4 separate regions of the Mus musculus genome follow, and all the other regions are linked to region 1. Evidence: chromatin contacts called from public promoter capture Hi-C data. All regions are on one chromosome and are shown on one strand. The core of a region is the stretch at or near the end of the contact, and the rest is flanking DNA. Distances in the headings are between cores, read along the strand shown. Region 1 holds the start of Hormad2 (HORMA domain containing 2). Region 2 holds the start of Nefh (neurofilament, heavy polypeptide). Region 3 holds the start of Sec14l4 (SEC14-like lipid binding 4). Region 4 holds the start of Cabp7 (calcium binding protein 7).

What was found. Capture Hi-C pulls out chosen DNA fragments and counts their contacts.
Region 2: a promoter capture Hi-C map of liver shows a contact between it and region 1, with 2.2 times the contacts expected there. The contact joins the promoter of Nefh here to the promoter of Hormad2 in region 1. A contact is called at or near these places in 6 of 39 promoter capture datasets (the 3T3-L1 cell line, cranial neural crest, embryonic stem cells and 3 more), 2 of 484 Hi-C or Micro-C datasets (embryonic fibroblasts and neural progenitor cells), 1 of 115 datasets of contacts at active chromatin or transcription factors (astrocytes) and 2 of 9 other capture datasets (embryonic stem cells and liver).
Region 3: a contact with region 1 is called in a promoter capture Hi-C map of adipose tissue, with 4 times the contacts expected there. The contact joins the promoter of Sec14l4 here to the promoter of Hormad2 in region 1. A contact is called at or near these places in 7 of 39 promoter capture datasets (the 3T3-L1 cell line, the SN4741 cell line, embryonic stem cells and 3 more), 1 of 484 Hi-C or Micro-C datasets (cerebellar granule neurons) and 4 of 9 other capture datasets (adipose tissue, embryonic stem cells, liver and 1 more).
Region 4: a promoter capture Hi-C map of adipose tissue shows a contact between it and region 1, with 7 times the contacts expected there. The contact joins the promoter of Cabp7 here to the promoter of Hormad2 in region 1. A contact is called at or near these places in 11 of 39 promoter capture datasets (the 3T3-L1 cell line, the C10 cell line, the HPC-7 cell line and 6 more), 1 of 15 datasets of contacts at CTCF or cohesin (the NIH/3T3 cell line), 7 of 484 Hi-C or Micro-C datasets (bone marrow-derived macrophages, embryonic fibroblasts, embryonic stem cells and 2 more), 6 of 115 datasets of contacts at active chromatin or transcription factors (embryonic forebrain, embryonic stem cells, fetal liver and 1 more) and 3 of 9 other capture datasets (adipose tissue, liver and macrophages).

Annotation. Positions count from the first base shown.
Region 1 is chr11:4,439,298-4,442,896 of GRCm38.p6, reverse strand. Hormad2 (HORMA domain containing 2) reads left to right here and starts at 1,815. Exons shown (of 11, transcript NM_029458.1): 1 at 1,815-2,020.
Region 2 is chr11:4,946,082-4,949,680 of GRCm38.p6, reverse strand. Nefh (neurofilament, heavy polypeptide) reads left to right here and starts at 1,617. Exons shown (of 4, transcript NM_010904.3): 1 at 1,617-2,623. The coding sequence starts at 1,747. It also overlaps a transcript of Ap1b1 not described here.
Region 3 is chr11:4,030,164-4,033,762 of GRCm38.p6, reverse strand. Sec14l4 (SEC14-like lipid binding 4) reads right to left here and starts at 1,981. Exons shown (of 12, transcript NM_146013.1): 1 at 1,864-1,981. The coding sequence starts at 1,917.
Region 4 is chr11:4,745,347-4,748,945 of GRCm38.p6, reverse strand. Cabp7 (calcium binding protein 7) reads left to right here and starts at 1,767. Exons shown (of 5, transcript NM_138948.4): 1 at 1,767-2,327. The coding sequence starts at 2,219. It overlaps Gm35102 (a long non-coding RNA gene), which reads right to left and starts at 3,120. Exons shown (of 4, transcript XR_003949631.1): 1 at 2,368-3,120; 2 at 1,461-1,628; 3 at 1,122-1,174; 4 at 1-1,017.

The DNA of each region.
Region 1 (3,599 bases), core at 566-3,065:
ATGAAGCTTGTTTGTTTATCTCACACACATTCTAGATAGAGCAGGTTAAGAAAGAAATGAAACCCATTATTAAATGCCATAAAAGAAATAGAATAATAAAAAAACGTGAGAAAATAGCTCTGTGAATATGTTAGATGGCCATTAGTGTAAAGGCAAGACAGAAGGCCTTTGAACATGGCGTTGATTGGCTGAGCTCAGACTGCAAAGCATATGATAATTAGGTTAGTGTGTGCACATGTGTCTGCAGGCACACAGGCATGCATGCATGTACTGGTCAAATGGACAGAAGCCAGGGTCATTGGGGAAGAGGGAACTTCAGTTAGAGATTGCCTCCATTAGATTGGCCTGTGAGCAAGTCTGTGGGGACATTTTCTTGACTGATGTGGGAGGGCTCAGCCCTCTGTGGGCTGTCCTGTGTTGTGTAAGAAAGCAGGCTGAGCAGGCCTGAGGAAGCAAGGCAGTAAGGAACGTTCTTCTGTGGCCTCTCCTGCAGATCCTGCCTCTAGGTTTCTGTCCTGCTTGAGTTTCTGACCTCTCTTCAAGATGCTGTGTAAGCTGGATGATAAAATATGCCCTTTCTCCCTCCAAGTTACTTTTGGTCATGATGTCTTTACTACAGCAAAGGAAAACAAAGACAGACAGGCAGTATAGAGGGGAGTCTGAGGGTCCAACCAGGAAAGTTAATTCTGAGACTTGGAATGGACCTTTAAAACCAAATAAAAAGTTACTTCTGGAAAGTACAGGATCCAAGCAGAACCTAGTTGGAAGGAGGGACTGCTGGCAGTCTAGAAACCATTTTGATTGTGAAGATTGGAGGGAGGGGCACTAACTATGGCAAAGGTTGAAAAAATCTAAACTATTTTTACCTGGATTGTGGTTTATGTTAGGTCTCAAACCCAGACAAATGGCTGAGGTGCCTATTTAACATATTAAAGCAGACATGGCCACCAGGTTCTCCCAAGCATCTCTCAGTCCAACCAGGGCCTTTCTGTCTGGCAAACCTTGTCCCTACCCTGAACTCTCCACCTACGGGCTGGGGTGCACTTCCCTATATAATCCAACCATTTTGGTTACCCCCCCCCCTTTTATTGCCTCCTGGTCATTGCACCCGGTTCCCCTTCTCCTCTTTCTCATACCTTGCTCCCTCTCCTCACATGGCTCAGGGTCATCATGACCACTCTGGACTCTCCTAGGTGTCTCTGCTTCTGGCTATGTCTCCCTCTTGCTCCCTAGTGTACACACACACACACACACACACACACACACACACACACACACGAGAAAGGCGGGGATGGGGATGGGGGTGGGGCTAAGATAGGTGAAGCACAAAGAAAGGTTAATATAGGCAAGTTTTAGCCGCATAATTAAACACTACAGTAGAAGATTACAGTGGGGTCCAAGTCTAGGAAAGAGACTTGCAAAGCCCCCAGGACTGCAAAGCGCTCTGTTTGAGTCCAGGCCCTCCCAGGCTCCAGCCTCAGATCTTGGAGAACCCCCATCAGGTGTACTGTTCCCATCAGCCATGCCCTGCCTCTCCTCAGTTCTGGTTATGTAGGTGATCCAAGTGGGCGTCCCCTCACAGTCCGCAGTCCTCGAAGGCTCCAGGAGCTCCCCACACCAAGGGAACGCAGGCTCCGCCCACAGCCCGGGTGGGTAGGCTGCCTGCTGCCCTATTTTGCATATTCATGAGGTAGAGCAAGGCCTGCTGAGGGGCCAACCTTAGACTTAGGCATGAGGAGACTCCTGTGGCCCTGGCCGGAAAGTCGTAAAGCCGAGGGGTGGGCTTTGCCAGGAAAAGCCGTTGGCCTCTGCTGAGGTAAAGGCCGAGGGGAAGGCCTCGCCGCGTGTTCACACGCGGGGTCTCCGGAGGAAGGCGTTCGGGTGGGTTCTGGGGTCTTCAAGTTCACACTTCTCTGTTCTTTTTAATTGACTGGGTTCATCTGTGGAACTCGCCAGCCCTCTGAGGAGAAGTGTAATCGTGTAATCGTGGCGGAGGGCCAACGAGGACCGGAAGCTTCAGGTATCATGGTTGCCTACTCTGGACGGTGAAAAACTTCACACGTTAAACAAAGAGCTGGTGGCGATGCGGTGGCGAGGAATGAACTGGTAGACCTTGAATTTCCATCATTTTAATAGCTGAATGATTTAGGCCTTTTTTAAAAGTTGGAACTGGAGATCACTAAATTAAGTGAAATAAGCCAGACCCAGAACGACACATAGTCAGGTTTCCCTAGTGTGTGGAAACCTGATTTAGATGCACATATACATGATAGGAGCATGAATGGGCCGTGTAGTACGTTATCTGCTCACCTAGTGAAAGCAAAGTGTAAGCGTGGTTCTTGCCCCTAAAAGGTGGTAGATTTTATTAGGACGATAGCCTAATTTCTCCTTCATCAGACCATTCATTTCTTGAGGCAAAGACCATATTTAACTTTTTGTAATCCCGTGTTTTACCTGGAACAGTGCAAATTGCACAGTAAACGTTGAATATATGGATTAATGGAACTAGCATGAGAAATATATTTTTAAAAACCAAAGAGCGTGAACAAATACCTAATTAATACAGTAGGAACCGCTTAGTCCGAGCAAGCATGAAGTAGCAGAATTATCAGGGACAAATGGAATTTGTGAAAATGGTGGCTAATAATTTATTGACGTACGCTCAGCAAAAGGTTTAACAGGGAGGACTTGGGCAAACCAAATTCTCTTGCTGATCTTCAATTTTTTTATTAAAATTTGATGGTTTTTGTTCGTGTTTTTTTGTTTTTGCTTTTTGAGTCAGGTCTGTTTGTTTGTTTGTTTTTGTATTTGTTGTTGTTGTTGTTTTGAGACAGGGTTTCTCTGTATAGCCCTGGCTGTCCTGGAACTCACTTTGTAGACCGCCTGCCTCTGCCTCCCGAGTGCTGGTATTAAAGGCGTTTATTAAATCCGGTTTGAGTCAGGTCTTTGTGTAGCCCTGCTGTCCAGGCCTCCAACTCAGAGATTACCTGCCCCTCCCTCCTGAGTACCACCCCAAAGGTGCTCGCCATATAGCCCAGAGCATTTTACTTCTCTCTGTGCACATCTGTGTTTTCATACACCTGGAAATTCGTGTGCATTTGGAGGTCAGATGTTAGTGTCTATTACCTTCTTTGCTTGCTTAGTGTTAAAAAATGGTTTTTATTTGTATTATTATTTTTTAACTTGTATAGGTGTTTTGCTTTATGTATGTGGGGGCCTAGTGCCTACTGAGGGCCGAAGAGGGCATCAACTTTACTGGGTCTGGTGTTGCAGGCAGTTGTGAGCTGCAGGTGGGTGCTGGGAATTGAACCTGTATCCTCTGGAAGATCAGTCTGTGCTCTTAACCACTGAGCCATCTCCCCAGCTCCTTTACCCTTTTTTTTTTTTTTTAAAGACAGGAACTCTCATTGAAGCTGGAGCACTTAAAAAAACAAACAAACATACAAACAAACCTTCAAAAATACCAAGCTCAACAGATATAATTTTACTCTTAATTTAATTCACAATAAGTAGTCACATACACAAAATAGATATAATATACTATGTATTGCAATGAGGACATAACTTGAGCTTGGCAGAGGTGGTAGTAGAAATCGGGG
Region 2 (3,599 bases), core at 368-2,867, 510 kb before region 1:
TTCCAGAGCTTGTCAGTGGGCATTGGAGTGGGGCTCTCTCTGCTCCGGGAAGAGGTTTGCAGGGAGAAAGAACTTCACAGAGAGCCAGGCACTGGACAGGACATGCAGGGGTGGGTCACTTACATACAACCGTAGGTCGTTTCGAGCCCGTCATATGACTCATCCAATCCTCCCCTGTACCGCACAGAGGGACTGCTTGGAAAAGCTATGGAACCTCCCTACTCCGTTAGGCATAGATTTAACCCTTCCCATCCGAGGAGCGGCTGCTGTCCGTGGTGCTGAAGCGATAGCGGCACGGGCGGCTCCGTCCACTAACACCGCTTTTGACCGGAAAACCAAACCAAGAACGAGCCGTATAATAAAGCAAGAGCTCCAAGTCTAAGCCCCTCCGCCGTCCCCGCCCTTTCACCTGAAGCCTCAGTAGGGCTCATGATGGAGGTCGGTGGACTTTGGTACTGAAAAACCACTCCACCACTTCCTCGGAGCATGAAAGGGGATGCTTACGGCAGTACTGGTTCATCTATTCTGGAAAAGGAATGAGATGCCAAGATAAAGCAGAAAAATCGGGCAAGGAAGGGAGAAAGACAAAGTTCTCAGGTGAGAGGAACTGGTTACTATTCCGACTGGCAATATGTGGGTTCTCCTCCCCAAAATCAGCCAGACATTTCCCAAGTTCGAACCTCCTAGGGGCACATGGGAGCTTGGAGCTGCATCTTGTCTCTTGCACACAAGGGAAAACCAAACATAGGAGAACACAATTTGTACAAGGTCATTCAGCTAGCGAAGCACAGAAGCTAACCCCACCCTGTGGCAGAACTTGGCTTCGGTGTTGAGGCTCTTGCTGCCTACTGAGGGACCCCCTGTTCTTCGTAGGCAGTTTTCCTTTCCGGGCAAGAGGAGACTCCACTTTCCAGTCGTGGCCACTGGAATTTTTAGAGAGCACCACGTTCCTCTCACCCAGCGCTCCCTTTCTCCGTCTGCAGTGTTCTCCTTCTCAGGGTAGCTTTGCGGTCCTTTCAAACTCCACGCCCACCCCAACCCCAACCCCGAAGCCAGCTGTACAGTTCCTTAAGCCCCTTTGGGTGGCCCAGGGCCGCTGTAGTATCTGGGGAACACTGCACCGCCAGCTAGAAGGTCCCCATTTATCATCAGTAGCATCCATCATGCAACCCCATACAGAATCCCTTCGTGGGTGACTGCAGTCTGCACTCCTCATCTCAAGGTCCTCTCTAACTATCAGGGAACCAACCCTGTGCTGCTTCTCAAGTGGGGGTGTCCTCTCATAGTAATCACTGCAGTCTCCCACTGCTTCAACCCGAAGGCGCCCTGACCCATCAGTTCTGCAATCCTCTCCCTATTTCCAGTGCCCTCTCTTATTCTGAGGGTCTTATTCTGACTAATAGGGTCTTCCGACATGCACCTGGAGGTCTGCACTTGTCCGCTCCGGAAGTCCTTTACTCCTTGGTCTGACCTCGGGAGGCTCTACTGACGATGCGTCGATTCCCCTTCACTCCTGGGTCGTCCCCCCCAGCCCCGCCCCTCTCACTGCGGAGAAGCCGGTCGGCCCGGGGCCGCGGGGGAGGAGGTGGAGAGGGTGGGGCCCTCCTCCCCAGCCCCCCACTGCCGAGGGGCCGGACCGGGCCACCGCGGATATAAAAGAGCCGGAGTCCCAGAGCTGCCGCAGTGCTGCCTGCCCCGTCCCAGCCCCGCACTCCCGCTCCGCTGGCGGCCGCACCTGCTCCGGCCATGATGAGCTTCGGCAGCGCCGATGCGCTGCTGGGCGCCCCGTTCGCGCCGCTGCACGGAGGCGGCAGCCTGCACTACTCGCTGAGCCGCAAGGCAGGCCCGGGCGGCACGCGCTCCGCGGCCGGCTCCTCCAGCGGCTTCCACTCGTGGGCGCGGACGTCCGTGAGCTCCGTGTCCGCCTCACCCAGCCGCTTCCGCGGCGCCGCCTCGAGCACCGACTCGCTAGACACCCTAAGCAACGGCCCAGAGGGCTGCGTGGTGGCGGCGGTGGCGGCGCGCAGCGAGAAGGAGCAGCTGCAGGCTCTGAACGACCGCTTCGCGGGCTACATCGACAAGGTGAGGCAGCTCGAGGCGCACAACCGCAGCCTGGAGGGCGAGGCGGCGGCGCTGCGGCAGCAGCAAGCCGGCCGCGCCGCCATGGGCGAGCTGTACGAGCGCGAGGTGCGCGAGATGCGCGGCGCCGTGCTGCGCCTCGGGGCGGCGCGCGGGCAGCTGCGCCTGGAGCAGGAGCACCTGCTGGAGGACATCGCTCACGTCCGCCAGCGGCTGGACGAGGAGGCCCGGCAGCGTGAGGAGGCGGAGGCGGCGGCGCGCGCCCTGGCGCGCTTCGCGCAGGAGGCGGAAGCGGCGCGCGTGGAGCTGCAGAAGAAGGCGCAGGCGCTGCAGGAGGAGTGCGGCTACCTGCGGCGCCACCACCAGGAGGAGGTGGGCGAGCTGCTCGGTCAGATCCAGGGCTGCGGGGCCGCGCAGGCGCAGGCTCAGGCCGAGGCTCGCGACGCCCTCAAGTGCGACGTGACGTCGGCGCTGCGGGAGATCCGCGCGCAGCTCGAAGGCCACGCGGTGCAGAGCACGCTGCAGTCCGAGGAGTGGTTCCGAGGTGCGCGGGAGCGCGGGGTGGGAAGGGGTCGCCCCCTCCTGGCGGAGCAGTGAGCAGCCCGAGAGGACTCCTCTCAGAAGTAGCTAGACCCGCTGCGAGGTGCATGCCACCTGACAAAGTAGCGGTTTTACCCAGACCCTCCCTTGGGGCGCCCCAACTCTGGATTTTCCTTTAGAAAAAGGAAACCACCCTCCACATTTTTTATGTCTGTAATTAAACACCGGGGCCAACCCCTGTGCCCCACACACTGTTAGACCCCAGATTCAGACTGATCTCCCATCTGAAATGGAGCAAGCCCCGTCTGGACCCAGCGTATCAGGTATCCAGCAGCCGCTTGCCATGCCAACTCTGCCCACCCTTTCTTGCGCACCCTGCGCAGTGGGTGGAACAGGAGTATTCGTTCTACCAGGCTTCGTCCCACTACTTGCTCAGTACATAACATCGCGAATTTTAGTAATTGCTGTGTAAAAATGAAAGCCATTCATTTTCATGCCGTTTCTAGCCAGTACGGAACCATCATGTGGACCTCATTGCTGTAAATGGCTGTTATTTAATATCCCCTTCCTCTTTCCCAAAATTTACAGGGGTTCTGAGTCAGCTAGACTGCAGTTGCCCTGAAACCTTACCCTTTAGCTGCAGGGTGACCTTGACCAACATTGGCTTTCTCTCATTCTCATTTCTTTTGGGATTGGGGCAAAGAGTAACTGGGCTTCTTTGTGTCAGCTGCAGTCATCTGCTGTAGTCGTTCCTGTAGTCATCTATAAATCTGGAGGCAAGTACAGAGCATCTGCGCTTTTCAAAAGTGTCTGTGATCCATAATAGCCAAGAATCCTAACTTGAGTGGCTTTTAAGCCTTTGCTAACAGCATGGAAAGCCAGGAATGCTGGGATTTGGATGGTTGGAATTTCCCTTTTCATGTTCTACGCCTTTGCGGTGGCAGTGCCCTTCCCCCATCTCTGCAGCAAGGCTCCTCCCA
Region 3 (3,599 bases), core at 732-3,231, 410 kb after region 1:
ACTGTAGCAAGGGGAACATGAGCACTTGGGGCCTGATGATGCACGATGCCGGATACTAACATTTACAGCCTAACACCTAGAGGCCAGTCTGGAAATAACTGGTGCTCTGCAGTTTACTAAAGCCAGCCTCGGTGCAGCTGATGACCCTGCACAAGTAGCCTATGAGATGACTAAACTTCCAGTTAGCTGCTGTGACAGACCGGCCGACACCACCTGAGTTGGCATGGTCTCTTCTCTGGGATTATCACTGTGCAGCTGTGCATTTAACAACGTCTCCTTGGGCTGCAGAGATGGCTCAGCGGTTAAGAGAACTGACTGCTCTTCCAGAGGTCCTGAGTTTAATCCCCAGCAACCACGTGGTGGCTCACAACCATCTGTAATGGGATCTGATGCCCAATTCTGACATGCAGATAAAGTGCTCCTATACACAAATAAATAAATCTACAAACAAACAAACAAACAAACAGACCCCCCCCCCCAAAAAAAAAACAACTTCTCCTCTTTGGCCTTTTTGTTTTTTGGTAAATTCATAGCCGCCCCTCTCTGCCATTCCGTGTGATGTTCTCGGGTGCACACAAGCGGTAGGTTTGAAGCCTGGCTCCCAGCAGGCAAAGGGAGGATTCACACCAGAAAGCAGCTGCATCCTCAGGAGCCAAAGGAAATTTTGTCAGGGGTGGGGGTTGGAGGGTGTGAAAGGGGCCAGTGCCCTGTAAAAAACAAAGCTATACCTATCCTCCCCTCCAGGTGACTTCTAACTCAGCCTGGAGAGAAGCCACCTTACAGTGCCACACTGAAGACTGTGTGTCTGAAGTGTGACCACAGTGGCCCACCCTAGCTCAGGAGGACTCTGGAAGGAAGTGATCCGGGGCAAGGCAGTACAGAGCTCTGGGCCGTCCTTAGCCTCCCCCTCCTTCCTCCTTTCTCTTCCTATATGTTTTAACATAGCAAGCATTTGTTACTTTTAGTTAGTGGAGAAAGTAGGAGTGGCTGGTGGGGTTCTCTATCATAGTCCACTCCCAGAGACCATGTTTCCAGTTCCAAAAGAACTCAGGAGGCACCGGGTGCCTTCTGAGACCATCAGCCCTGGGAGTCTCATCAGAGGGTCCTTCCTGTTCCACTAAGGACCCCTTAATGGCTGAATCTCCAGGTCCCCTCCTTCACCCAGGATTCTCATGTCTCCCTGTAAGGTTCTTCCGCATGGGAGACACTACAAAACAAGCCGTTCATCTCTTGTTCCTTGAGACAGTGTCACTAAATTCAGGCTGGCCTTGAACCCACAATCTTCTGGTCTTTGTCTCGCAAGGCTTGGGATTCCAGACTTAAACACCTTCAGTACCTGTCACAATTCTTAAGCTTCCCCTTCAAACGAGGTTGAATGAGAACCTGGATGGGACTCCCCTTCCTCATAGCCTTTCCCTTCTCCAGGTACAGCCTGCAGGAGGCTCTCAAAAATCAGACCCCTAGCCCCTCTATTTCTCTGTCATAATTAAAAGTAAACAAGTAAGTCTGATAGGGAGAAGACTGGGAACCCGAGCAACAGAAACCAAACCAAACACTGTTGCAATCTGGCAGGGATCTCCTAATCTGCCTGGCAGAAGTCACTGGCCTGGGAACAGAGGCCAGGGATGGGTGGTGGGAGCTGTGCTGGAAGGCTAAACTTGCAAACACACACACGCACACGCACACACGCGCACGCACACACACCGGCAGTTGCTCAGAGGTAGAGAGAGGTCCTAGCCCAGGTGTGCGCGGGAGGCGCTGGCTTCGCCAACCAGTCCCTGCATAAAGCTGTAGCCAATGCGGGCCGCTTGGGTTCTGCTTGGCTCCCGTGCCTTCCCTCCCGCCTCACCCCTCACCCCTTACCCTGGCCAGAGCCTCCTGCTGCTGCGGGCTCAGGTCCCCGACTTGTCCTCTCATGGTGCTCTCTGCTAGGCCTCAGCTGCTGCCACCTTCACAGGGCTTTACTTAGCAGGTCTGCTGCTGATCCCGCCCCAAGGGAGGCCCGCCCCAAGGGAGAATCCCTGTTCCTGCCCCGCCCTACCCAGTGCTCCCCTGTTTTTGTTTTTCTTTTGTTTTGTCTGCCCCAGGTCATCAAGCCTACCTTAAGGGGACAGAGAGGTGACCAGATCTCAAGAGGTGTCCTGAGAGTCTGAGGTAGCAAGTGGCCCTCACCTCCAGGTCTTCACGCGCTTTCAGGGGGTGGGACTGTAGGTGTGTGGGGAGTGGGTGTTAAGAAAGTGCTCACCTAAGGACAGGTACGTGGAGCACACACTTCCGGAGCCAAGTGGGAGTTGAAAATGTCACCACTTCTGAGTCCTTTTGCCCAAGGAGAGCCCAGCCCCCCTCCCCCGACCTTGAACACAGGCTGCGCTCCACAAATGTTTGCTGGCCAGGAGAGCCCTTATTTGCCAAATGGCTCCAGACCTCTAGAAGTTAGGAGGGATTAGGTAAGACCATGTCTCCTGTGTTAGCAGAATGCCTGGCACGGCACACACAGTTTCAACACTCTATGAAGGCCGTCAGCTCAGGCGGGAACTACAGGATGGCCCAGGGGTGAGCCTCTGGGAGGTAGAGGGTGGGAGGCAGCCACACTGAGTAGGCTGACCTCTCTGGGTAGGATGAGAAAACACAGGCTGCCTTGGCATGAATTTTCTGCAAAGCAGGTGGCACCTGAGCAGGGAGGAGATAGTGAAACAGGCCACTGACACCTTTCCCCTCTGTCGTCCCATGGATCAAATTAAGTTTTAGGTAGGGGGTGACCAAGCAAGGGCTCACTGTCCTTTGGACTATTGTCTGTTGGAGATGTGGTTGGTCAGGAACAAGTATGGCCTGTGCTAGGTAGAAACGGCAAATCAGATTTCAATGACTTAGCACCAGAAACAGTAACTATTTTATTCAGTTTTCCTACTGATACATGTATGTTCATATTATAACTTCAGATATTCTGAAATATACAAAATACACTTTTAAAAAAAGACAGGGTTCTTACGTAGGCCAAGATGTTTCAGACTCACTGTGTAACCACGGAGAATCTTGAACTCTTGATCTTTCGGCTTCCACCTCCCCAGTGAAGGGATTACAGGCAGGGGCCATCAAGTCTGGTATTCTGGGTAATTTTATATAAACTTGACACAAGCTAAAGTTATCAGAAAGGAGGGAGCACCTTTGAGAAAGCCTCCATCAGATTAGGCTACTGGCAAATCTATAGAACATTTTCTTTTTCTTTTTTTCTTTTTTTGAGACAGGGTTTCTCTGTGTAGCCCTGGCTGTCCTAGAACTCACTTTGTAGACCAGGCTGGCCTCAAACTCAGAAATCTGCCTGCCTCTGCCTCCCGAGTGCTGGGATTAAAGGCATTACCACCATGCCCGGCAGGACATTTTCTTAATTAGTGATCGATGAAGGGATGGCCCACCCCCTTGTAGGTGGTGACAGCCCTGGGCTGGTGGTCCTGGGCTCTATAAGAAAGCAGGCTGAGCAATCCAGAGCAAGTGAGCAGTCAGCAGCATCCGCCCATGGCCTCTGCACCAGCTCCTGCCTCCAGGCTCCTGCCCTGTGTGAGTTTCTGTCCTGACTTCCTTGAACAGCAGTGTGGAAGTGT
Region 4 (3,599 bases), core at 518-3,017, 310 kb before region 1:
GGAAAGGCTTAGCAAGTAAGGTGCTTGCAGATCACCCCTACAACACCCCCCAGTGACTGTTCTTATTCCCATGGAAGAATTCCCATACTAATGGGAAACTCCCAAGAGATTCAGGGCGCATCATCAGGCACCTTCCATGTTAAGTCGCTTCATCCTCACCTCTGCCCAGGAAATAACATAGAGGCCCTGAGAGGTTAAGGGGTATGGCTAAGGTCCCATTGAAACAAGGTGGTAGATGCAAGAGCCCAGGGCTCGCTGGGTTGGCGGCTAGTTCTTCCTGCGTCACAGCTCTGTTCTATCAGAAATCTTAAAGGAGCATAAGCACCCAGCTGACCTGATGGATGCTCAAGTGCGCAAGAAGAGCTTTGGGGATGGGTGCTTCTCAGGGGCTCTTACGACTCCAACTATAGGTCTGAATAGATAGCAACTGGCCAGAAGCCTGGAACAGACATTCAGATGGGAGCCAGGGTTTGTCTGGCTTCTCTACAGGTTTCACATGCCTATGAGAAACCCAGAGCCCTAGACAAGTCCTAAAGGTTCAGGCCTGCCTTGGCCCAGGGTGGCTGGGGGTGTTGTCTCTCACTGAGCCCCTCTCTCCCGGCGCCAAGACAGGGCTATGATTAATCAGCGACAAAAGCAGAAACAAGCAGAAAAATGTAATCAGCCAGGGAAGGGCATGGCCAGGCTGTGGCAATCAGCTTTCCTGCTGGGGCCTTTGGCTGATTGGACCCAAGGGGGCAGGGAGATAGTTCAGATGAGGGTTCCAGGAATGAGACTGAGGCCAGCTGAGGCCCACCCAGGCCAGGGGCTCACCAGATCCCATAATTGTACACGGAGACACACACATCTGTGCTCGGATACGCATAGCACTCCCAGCCCAAGGGCCTTCGCACCTGCCCACACCTGCTTCCGGGCTTCTGCCCTTCGCTGCCAGCTCACAGCTCACATGTAGGTGGCCGTGCACAGTTCAAACACTCTCATCTGCAAGTGGGTTTGAAAACGTATCTTCACAGTGTCCTGAACGAAAGATGAAGAGAAACGCATGCACATGCTGCCCCCCCCTCCAGACACCTACCCCCACCCCCATAGAACACATGCTAAGGACCGGAGGAAGGTCTAACCTGCAGCCATGTGACCAACAGGCTCTGGGTCGTCTGCCTCCTCCTCATGGCCCCTGGGGACATGAGACAGACCTTGGCTCCTGCTCTGCAAACTGAGAGGCAAGGGCTCAGGAAGGAGCCAGGACAACAGCCCTTTGTGGGATCAAGTCAACTGCTGGTGTCAGCCACAGGCCAGCGGAGTCTCCTGCAGATCTGTGCTTGGCCTCTGCCTGCTGGCCCTGCCTGGTGACCTTGGCCAATGTCCTTTTCTAAGCCTCAGTTTCCCCACCTTGGAGCCTCTCCTGGCACCAACTTGAGGATTACTGGTCCTGAGGACCCTCGCGCCTGGAGCAACCTCACCTTTCTGGGTCTCTAGTCGTTAGTTCTCAGCTCTCCGCTCTCGCTGGGGGAGGGTTAGTGGAGGCAGGTGGGATAGGGGGTACAAGGAACGGCTCCACCCCTGGTCCACACCACCCGGGTCCTGCTGGCTGCTAACGTGGGGTGCGGGAGACAGCAATCCGAAGCAGACTGGGGGAAAAGCAGAGTCGGGGAGAACCAGAGAAGGCGCCCGGGAGGGCTTGGGGTGGCCGCTCAGGGGCCGGCAGCGGGAAGGGGCGGGGGCGGGAGGGGCGGGCGGGGGAGGCGGGAGCGCGGCGAGCGCCGCACAGAGCAAGCGAGCGAGCGAGTGAGGAGTGCAGGCGGCGGCGGCGGCGGCGGTGGCGGCGGCGGCGGTGGCGGCGGCGGCGGTGGCGGCAGCGGCGGGAGCCGGAGCGGCGGGTCGGGCAGCCGCACCAGCGAGCGGACGAGCGGGCGGCGAGCAACGCGGAGCGCGCGGAGGGAGCGCAGCGCGCAGCGGTCCGAGCCAAGAGGCCGGAGCGGCGCCGCCCCCGCCATCCCTGCGAGCCCCCGGCCGGGATCCCAACGAAGGAGCCGGCGGCATGGCCCGACAGCCCGGGGCGCAGGGGCGCTAGGTCCCGGACGGGTGCCCATTGCCTCGCCGCCGCCACTGCGCGCCGCACCGCGCGCACCGCCCGCTCCAGCCGCCCCCGGGGCCGCCGGCGGCCCATGAGCCCCGGCCTCAAAGTTTGCGGCGGGCGGGCGGGCGCGGAGCCTCCAAGATGCCGTTCCACCCGGTGACGGCGGCGTTGATGTACCGGGGCATCTACACCGTGCCCAACCTGCTGTCGGAGCAGCGCCCGGTGGATATCCCTGAGGACGAGCTAGAGGGTGAGTGCCCTGCCGGGACCCCTGCCACGAGCCCTCCTACCTGTGCGCCCTGGTGCCGCGCTGGCCCGGGGAGCCCGGGACCCTGCTGCGCGACTCGGATGAGCGGCTACGCGGGAGGCGGGACGGCCGGGTGGCCCCGGGCGCCGCGGTGGGGGTCGCCGCGGCGCAGGAGCAGCCCGGCCCCTGCCCGCGTGGCCCCCAGCGCTGCGGAAACTTGCGGGGCCCCGCAGCGGGGTCACTGGGCCGCGTGGCCGGCGGTGACGGTGCGGCAAGGCGGCGGGGGCTGAAGTGGAGAGTCCGAGCTGTTGCCCCCCGCGCCCGCCACCGGAGCGTCCGCATCCTGATCCCTTCCGCGGCGCCCGCCCGTGGCTCTGCGCTCCTATTGACATTCCGCTCGTGTCGCGTTGAGAATCCAATCTGCTCCGGCAGTGGGAGAAGGGGAGAGAGGGCGACTGCCCCGCTCTTGCTGGGTGCAGGGCTACCCCCATCCCCTTCTGCGGCCCTGCGAGGGACCCCCCACCCGTGCGCTGCCGAGGCAGCTGGGAGGCGTTGGCGACAACAAGTGGCCGGATTGGGAGGCTCGGTCGCGATAGCAAAAGCCTGGAAGGAAAGGCAGAGGCCGGAACCTAAACCTCCCCCCGACCCTAGTCCCCGTGCCTTTCGGGAATAGGGACCGCACGCAGGCAGTTGGCTATTGAAGATCAGAGCAGCAGGCCGAGGCTGGGGTTCCTGGATTGAGTGTCCTGGGGCGCAGTGAGACCCCTGGGGCCTTCCTAGCTTTTTCTCTGCTGAGATTGGGGGCGGGGGTGTGCTCAAGATTCCCCTCCCCCCAGGCCTCTTGAGGCCCCATATGGAGTGGAGTCGGAGACTCTGAGCTGATGGGAGTCTTGGTCCCTTAGGGTGTTTGTCGGCTGCTGGGGGAGGGGTTGAGATTACCCAGATGATGGGCCTGTCTCCGGTCTCTGTAGTCAAGGGGTCTCAGCTTTGGGGTCCCACTTGGGCTCATAGGAGTGAGTTGGAGTGACCAACATAGGAAAGGATACTAGTGGGAGCCCAGGGGAAGCCATTCGGGAAGTCTGTCCTCAGCCCAGGCCTGGTCTGGGGCAAATTTTGGGCGAGTAGACAGTGGAGAGAGAGAGAAAGGGTGCAACTGCCATGCTCACTGCACCACAGTCCACCAGACACCCACTTCCCACACCCCCCATGAACTCAGAAGCAGGAAAAGTCGCAGAGGGGCTCTCAGCCCCAACAGTGGAGGCACAGATGGAAGGA